Regions from separate parts of the Mus musculus genome. Here region 1 is linked to region 2. A link is a contact called in public HiChIP or PLAC-seq data. All regions are on one chromosome and are shown on one strand. The core of a region is the stretch at or near the end of the contact, and the rest is flanking DNA. Distances in the headings are between cores, read along the strand shown.

The links. HiChIP or PLAC-seq counts read pairs in DNA pulled down with a chosen protein or histone mark.
Region 1: an H3K27ac HiChIP or PLAC-seq map of embryonic stem cells shows a contact between it and region 2, with 4 times the contacts expected there. The contact joins two enhancer-like sites. A contact is called at or near these places in 1 of 484 Hi-C or Micro-C datasets (embryonic stem cells), 2 of 115 datasets of contacts at active chromatin or transcription factors (embryonic basal ganglia and embryonic stem cells) and 1 of 9 other capture datasets (liver).

The regions. Positions count from the first base shown.
Region 1 is chr11:88,841,138-88,845,237 of GRCm38.p6, reverse strand. Akap1 (A kinase (PRKA) anchor protein 1) reads left to right here. Exons shown (of 11, transcript NM_001042541.1): 2 at 1-979; 3 at 3,936-4,069. Among named protein-coding and RNA genes, the nearest start is that of 4930556N13Rik, 8.4 kb to the left of the region's middle. Within about 2 kb of position 2,542, at least 41 of the 459 cell types and tissues checked have an H3K27ac peak or open chromatin away from gene starts, as enhancers often do. A contact at or near this core is called in embryonic stem cells, where this site is marked.
Region 2 is chr11:88,026,057-88,030,082 of GRCm38.p6, reverse strand. No RefSeq gene overlaps it. Among named protein-coding and RNA genes, the nearest start is that of Srsf1, 19 kb to the left of the region's middle. Within about 2 kb of position 1,637, at least 60 of the 459 cell types and tissues checked have an H3K27ac peak or open chromatin away from gene starts, as enhancers often do. A contact at or near this core is called in embryonic stem cells, where this site is marked.

The sequences.
Region 1 (4,100 bases), core at 1,293-3,792, 810 kb before region 2:
GGGGAAAATGTATCTGAGGAAGGCCTATTGTCCCAGGAGTGTGTCTCAGAAGTGGAGAAGAGTGAGTTTCCAATCCTGGCCCCCGGGGGAGGTGAGGGAGAAGAGGTGAGCCATGGCCCCCCACAGGTAGCTGAACTTTTAAAGAAGGAAGAATATATTGTTGGGAAGTTGCCGAGTAGCTTTGTGGAGCCAGTTCACTCAGAGCCGGTTAAGGACGAGGATGCGTTGGAACCCCAGGTCAAAGGTAGCAGCAATACTTCGGATAGAGACCTGGCTGGAGAGCTGGACAAAGACGAGACCGTGCCTGAAAATGACCAGATTAAGCAGGCTGCCTTCCAGCTCATCTCCCAGGTGATCTTGGAAGCAACTGAAGAGTTTCGGGCCACCACAGTGGGCAAGACTGTGGCACAAGTGCACCCAACCTCGGCCACTCAGCCTAAGGGGAAGGAGGAGAGCTGTGTTCCAGCCAGCCAGGAAACTAGCTTGGGACAAGACACCTCAGATCCTGCTTCCACCAGAACAGGTGCCACTGCCAGCCCTTCAGCAGAAGCTCTGCCACCAAAGACCTATGTAAGCTGTCTCAGCAGCCCTCTGTCAGGCCCCACCAAGGACCAGAAGCCAAAGAACTCTGCACATCACATCTCCCTGGCTCCCTGCCCACCGCCAGTCACCCCCCAGAGGCAGTCTCTGGAGGGGGCAAGTAACCCGAGAGGTGATGACAACTTTGTCGCCTGTATGGCCAACAACAGCCAGAGTGTCCTTTCAGTTAGCTCCTTGGGGCAGTGCTCAGATCCTGTCAGTACTTCGGGGCTTGAAGACTCTTGCACAGAGACCATCTCAAGCTCCGGAGACAAAGCTATGACCCCACCACTGCCAGTCAGTACTCAGCCCTTCAGCAACGGGGTGCTGAAGGAGGAGCTGTCAGACTTAGGGACCGAGGATGGATGGACCATGGATACAGAAGCAGATCACTCAGGAGGTAGGAAGGTCTTGGGGTGCTTTCTTGATGAATCTGGGAGGGGTCCCATTATTTGCTAGAAGGCAACAAGCTACTGGCCACCCTTACCTTCTGCCACTTGTGCAACAAAACAATGCTGCCCATCCCTGTGTTATCCAGCCACCTGTACAGATGGATACCCGAGAAGTCAGGTGATCACATGAGACCCTAATGGCTATGAGAGTTGTCCGTGGGTTCACTAGCCAGGGAACCTCCCCAGACCTTTAGAAGGGACCACGTCTGTTGGGTCCACCAGTCAGCCTTAGTGCCTCTTCTCCTTTGGACACATGCCCTTGGAGGGGCCTTTGGGGCCTCCTTAGTGGTCCCTCCCAAGTGCCAGGAATGGGTGAGCATCTCTTAATGGCCGACTTCCTTTACTTATGTGCTTGTTCCGTGTCTCCACCTGCTCTCCTCAGAAGCCCTCGAAGGGTAAGTTCACCCAGGACAGCCGCAGCTTCGAGCGCTGGTGGGAGGCTCGAGCTGTCTGCGGTTGTTGCTGTGATCGCCTCCTTTGCAGAGCCTCAGCCGTCCTTTCTCTGTGCAGTTGCAGCTCCACCCCAGGAAAGAGGGCACTTTGGTAACGGAGGGTGCACTGGGTTTTTCGAGTGCTGACCCCAGCCAGCGTAGACAGTTCAGACCGCTAACTTACAGGTCAGCAGCAGCTCCTGACCCTGCTTTGCAGCTCCCCGGGGTGTGTTCTCTCCTAGTGACCTCCAAGCAGGTCATGGCTTGTTTGGCCCGGAGTGTTCCCAACCGGTTTCGTCCAGGAAGCTTGGGCATTTGTCTCGGGTGTTTTACTATTGTCATTAGAATCTGGGGTGGGGGTACCACACTTCGGGATTTTTACACCCAAGATGCTGTTGCTTGAGACTTGAGACCATGGTGACTTAACATACCTCTAAAAGGAAGTACCTTCTTTCTGCCCATTGTAACTGTGGAGGCCAGATAATGTATTATACATCTTATGCTATAGTGCTAAAAGGCTAAGATTAAAAAAAAGAATGATCGGGCGTGGTGGCGCACGCCTTTAATCCCAGCACTCGGGAGGCAGAGGCAGGCGGATTTCTGAGTTCAAGGCCAGCCTGGTCTACAAAGTGAGTTCCAGGACAGCCAGGGCTATACAGAGAAACCCTGTCTCAAAAAACCAAAAAAATAAAAAAATAAAAAAAATAAAGTTAAATTAAAAAATAAAAGAAAGATAGATCTGCATCTTAAAATGGGCAAAAAGGAAGGCTTTTAAAAATATTTTAAGAATAAAGAATAAAGAGTTTTCTATTTGTCCGGTGCCCATTATTGTAATGAATGAGCCCCTCAGGTTTGTAGCTGTGTGGATGCCTGAGGCTTCTGAGCATAGCTCTAGAGAAGAGACCTTAATCAATGGGTGGGGAGGCAGGGTAGCCCATCAGTCATAGCCTGGGGGTAGTGACTGGGGCGTGTTCAGCGGGTGCCAAGCCACACTGGTGTTTTCAGGTTAGCCTTAACCCTGCTTGTGTGCTTCCCTAGAGGCCGGAGGTAAGGGGCTGGGCTGGGAACAAGGCCTGGCGTGGCTCTGAGTTACTCCTGGGAGCCACTGACACGCAGGTATTGGCTAGTCTAGTTCTCTTGGACAGAGGTTAGGGGCTTTGTGGTAAAATCCCCCACCAGCCTATTTTACTTCAAGATGGCCGCCCAAGGTGCTGCTTTCTCGTGTGGGTGGGTGATGTCCTCTGCCGGAAGTCTCGTGCTGAGGGAGGTCACTTGAGGGAGATCACCTTGGAGGTCTCTTCCTTGTCTAGGGGTGGAGAGTGGCATAGTCTTTTTTTTTTTTTTTTTTTTTCCGAGACAGGGTTTCTCTGTGTCGTCCTGGCTGTCCTGGAACTCACTTTGTAGACCAGGCTGGCCTCGAACTCAGAGATCCACCTGCCTCTGCCTCCTGAGTGCTGGGATTAAAGGGGTGCACCACCACCGCCCGGCAGGCATAGTCTTTTATATCCAGACAGTGTATGGATTGCTTGGAAAAGAATCATGTCCTGAGTTTGGGGAAACCAGGTGGGAAATAGGCTTACAGGAGTGATGTGTTTCAGGCCCCATTGAGTTTGGTATTTCAGCCAGGGCCGTATCTCCTAACTTGCCCTGGATGTCCCTGGTGTTTATTTGATCTCCTCTTCCTCTTCCTCTTCTTCTTCCTCCTTCTCCTCTTCCTTTTGTCATGTCCTATGGAAGAGTTGAGTGGCCTAAGTTGGTTCCAGAGTCACATTCTCCACTGTTCTCTTGGAGTAAGCGTTGGTTTCTCTCACCAAGGGCCTTTTGAATCATCCCATATTCAGAGCTTCACAAGCCTGTCCCAAAAGGGGAAGGAAGGAGGCCCACCTGCCTTTGTTTTTACCTGGCAGAGATTAGCAGGCCCTCAGCAGGCCGGAGAAATGGGACCCTCAGAAGGCTATCTTACTGTGATTGCCCAACATACCCAGGACACCCTCTCCCCGAAGCCTTGTCCTTGGAGACTAGAGATCCTTGGTCTGAGGGGCTGGGACATTTGGAAAGGGATTAAGGTGATTGTGACAAGAAGGTCAAGGCTTGCTTCTGGAACTATGTAGATCTGTGAGTCATCTTGTTGGCTCCCTTCCCCGATATACCCTGTATAAGCCCCTCCCTGGGTATAGAGTGTACCTCTTCCTAGCTTACCACGTGTGTGTCTGTCCTAGCAGCTGTGGCTAGGCACGGCTGCCAGATAAGCAAGCAGGACTGTTTAGTGACGGGCTAAAATTAGGTGCCTTAGTACGCTAAGCCTCCTTTCATTGGGTTGCCTGAGCCTTCTAGTCTGTGGTGTCTGCCAAGCTTGCAGAGGGGTATATGTGTGCAGGACCCCCCAGAATTGTAAATTTGGGAAGCTTTGATAGTTACGGCTGAGCTGGTGTCTGTGTGTGTGTGTGTATATATGTCACTTCCTCCCCTGCAGGTTCTGACGGGAACAGTATGGATTCAGTGGATAGCTGTTGCGGGCTTACCAAGCCCGATAGCCCCCAGAGTGTCCAGGCAGGCTCCAACCCTAAGAAGGTTGACCTTATCATCTGGGAGATCGAGGTGCCAAAGGTAAGGGCAGTGACCTCCCTGTACCCTGGAT
Region 2 (4,026 bases), core at 388-2,887:
AGTACCTCCCGAAGAGAACAGTCTGTTAAGTTTTGTTTTGTTTTCCAAGACAGGGTTTCTCTGTGTAGCCCTGGCTGTCCTGGAACTCACTCTGTAGACCAGGCTGGCCTTGAACTCTACCTGCCTCTGCGTCCCGGGTGCTGGGATTAAAGGAGTACGCCACCACACCCAGCTTTTTTTTTTTTTGTGTGTGTGGGGGGGGGTGTTTTTGGTTTTTTTTTTTGTTTGTTTTTTTAAGACAGCATTTCTCTGTGTATTCCTGGCTGTCCTGGAACTTGTTCTGTAGATCAAGGCTGGCAAAGTTAAGAATCCTACCAACCTCTGCCTCCCAAGTGCTGGGATTAAAGGTGTAGGCCACCACTGCTGGGCTTGAACAGTTTTAATTTATAATGTAAGAGATAACTGGCCTCTTCTTGTCCACTGGTCTCAACCCAATGCTGGGTCATAAATTCAGATGTATGTACTGAACTTTGGGCAGAACTTCAAGGCTATTCTCTATGAAGTAAAACTCAGGGTAATAATATACCACATATAGATTATTATGTACTGTACACACAAGCTGGAATATGCAGTACACTTGATTTGGATAAGGATTTTCCTTCTTCTTCTTGAAAGAGAAAGAGAGAGAGAGGGAGAGATTGATTCTCTCTACAGAGCTCTGAGCCCTTGCTATCTTGGAACTCAATGTGTAGACCAGGCTGGCCTCTAACTCACAGAGATCCTCCTATTTCTGCCTCCCACATGCTGGGATCAAAGTGTGTGCCACTGCCATGCCAGGCAGGGTCTGAATAAGTATTTCATGAAACTTGTTTCCTATTGGCGTATACATATGTGAGTTCTCTATCACTATGTAACATAAGCTTTATTTCAAAGGTCACAGTTTAAAATAGTTAAGACCATTCTGCTGGGACAAGTCACACACAGTCACATAGAAACTGAGATAGAAGGAAGGCATGGGGCCCACTAGATGGCTCAATAAATAAAGGTACTTGCCATCAAGACTGATGACCTGGGTTGTTCATTTTCAGCCCAAGCCCTTCCTCTTCCTTTCTTCTTCTTCCTCTTCCTCCCTTTCTTCTTCCTCTTCCTCCCTTTCTTCTTCTTCCCCCACCTCCTATTTGAGACAGGATTCCTCTGTGTACTGTATGGAACTAACTCTGTTGACCAGGTTGACCTTGAACTCAGAGATCCTCCTGCCTCTGTGTTCCCAGTGCTGGGATTAAAGGTGTGCCCTACTTCCCAGTGTCCCAAGCTCTTCCTTAATCAGCAGACAGCTCCCCTTGGGCATATGAATGGGGTTTGGGGTTGGCTCAGAATCAGTGGTCAAAGTTAGCCAGCCTTGAGGATGCGGGGTAGGCAAGGCTAGAAGTGGAGGAGCCTGGGTTTTGCAGCCCAGGGATGGGGCCTGGTGGCTGTGAGGGCGGCAGCCTTTCCCTGCTCCTGCTCACTGCCTGCTCTGCCATCGCAGAATGGGCTGCTAATTATAACTAAACACAATGAGCAATCAGAGCCTGCTGGCGCTGGAGCGCTCCTTAAAGATCTGGCAGGCTTTTTATTAGAACTTCCAGTAGCCCAGAGACTGCTGCAGTCGATGCTCCATCCTCCCCTCCCTCCTCCTCCCTCTCGAGGGGTGCCTGGTGCACCCAATGCAGTCTATACAGGACTTCCTTAGTTCCCACTGTGCCCAGTTCTGGGCTGCAGCGGGAATGGGAGCCAGGACTTTGTTCTTGCCTTCAATGAGCTAATCGTCGTCCCCGCAGTCTCTTGATTAGAATAAAAAGGCCCGGCCTGAAGGAGCCGAGCACGGGGTCAGAAGAGTTGTCGACCTCCCGAGTCCTTGGCTGCTTTTCTCGGATGCCTTTCTTTGGACATTTGTGAACATTTATTCAGGCACAAAAGTACTCACTGTGGCAGTGGTGGTCTCTGTAGTATATGCCAGGGAGGGGAACCCTTCCCAAATCTGGGGGTACTTAATCCTGAGTCAATAAATATATGCATGAAGCCGTTATAGTCCTTGGAACAGTTCTCTCGTGTTTATTTTGAGGACTCTGGAAGGGATGAATGTAGGGGGAAAGACAACCTGAGATCCCAGATCTTCTTTCTTGGCTTTGAGAGAAATGCACATCGCTGTTGCTGGGCCGAGAACCCTCAGGCCTGGCTGTCAGCAGGGAGGCATTCTTGGGTCTGGTGCTGCAGCTTCTTTTTCAGTCATTTCTTTTGTTATTCAAAGTGCTTGACTGAAGCAACTTAAGGGAGAGAGATCCATGGGAGCCTCTAACCTATAGGCTAATCAGGAAAGCGGAGAGCTTAGGCAAGAAGCCAGAGCGGGCGTCCCCTTCATGGTCCTTCATACTGAGCACTGGCAACTTCCCAAGACAGCAACACCCCAAGACAACTTCCCAAGACAGCACCAACACTGGGAGAGCTCATGTCCAAACTCAGATTGTGGGAGGTATTTCGGAAGCAGTCCACAGCATCTGCTGTTGCCCAAGGCACATTAAGGCTGTTGTAATTCATCAAGACATCATTCCCCTGGGGCACCGGCTTGGAGTGAGGGATGGTTGGGTCTCATCCTTTGAGGATTCTCTGAGGCACAATGCCAACCCAGAGCAGCACAACAGTGACGCATACTGTGGAAAGGATGAAGGGGGACTGGGGCATCACGAGAGGACATCCAGTCCCAGGCTGCCCTGGACTGAGGGCATTTCCAGGAAGTGAAGATGTGCAGGTTTAAGACCAGACAAATTATCAAAGGTTTGGGTTGAGTGGGTGGATAGGGAAAAGAATGGCAGGGTGTGTCTGGGTTTGTGTGTATGTCTGTGTGTGTCTGTGTGTTGTTTACTGGGAAGATGACAACACAAGACAGAGACTGAAAGGGGATATTTTGCTCTTTCATTGGGACAGGGTCTTCCTGGGTGCCCCAGGCTGGCTTGTGATCTCCCTGCTTTAGTTAACAGCAGCACACCATCATACCTACCTAAGTGAGAATGCAATCTGAGGCCTTACTTACCACCTTTGCAGTGCCTATATAGCAGAGGGTGACCTTGAACTGTTTCTCCTGTTGGATATAGGACTTAAATCACCATGTAGAATTTTGTGCTGCTAGAGATTGAACCTGGGGTTTCATACTAGCTTGGCAAGTGCTCTACCATCTACCCACTAAGCTACATCCCCAAGCCAAGAGGGATTAGACAGGGTTTCTCTATGTAGCTCTGGCTGTCCTGAAACTCACTTTGTAGACCAGGCTGGCCTCGAACTCAGAAATCCACCTGCCTCTGCCTCCCGAGTGCTGGGATCAAAGGCGTGCGCCACCACGCCCGGCTTTTTTTTTTTTTTTTTTTTTTTTGAGACAGAGACTATGTATGTCTAGCTGTCCTGGAACTCACTATGAAGACCAGGCTACCAGACTGGCCTCAAACTCACAAAGATCTGCTTCCCCTCCTTCTGCCTCCCAAGAAATGGGATTAAAAATGTGTCACCACACTTGACCTACACACAGATTTTTAAAAACAAAGACCTAAACCGGGCGTGGTGGCCCACACCTTTAATCCCAGCACTCGGGAGGCAGAGGCAGGCAAATTTCTGAGTTCGAAACCAGCCTGGTCTACAAAATGAGTTCCAGAACAGCCAGAGAAACTCTGTCTCAAAAAACAAAAACAAAAAAACCCCCAAAGACCTAAACTGAAAAGGTCAGCTTAGGAACTTTGGGAAGGTCATAGAACACTTAACCCTAATGTTAATTAGGGAGAACCTAATTAACATTGGTCTGACCACAGGCCTGGGACTACTTGTGGGTGGGGTCACATTCTACATGACGACTGTTGCCCACCTTCAGACAAGAGAAGGCCTTGTCACCTCTTTCCCTAAAGACCAATCAGTTTAAAGGGTGCACTGTTCTGCCAATCATATTGTGCCTAGTTGCTGATGCTCTCTCTATTCTGCCCCTGGAAACCATATAAAAACTTGCTGAACGGGTGCTGGGGGGTCGCCACCTCTCCTCTGGGTCTGGCACAACCCCAATGCACT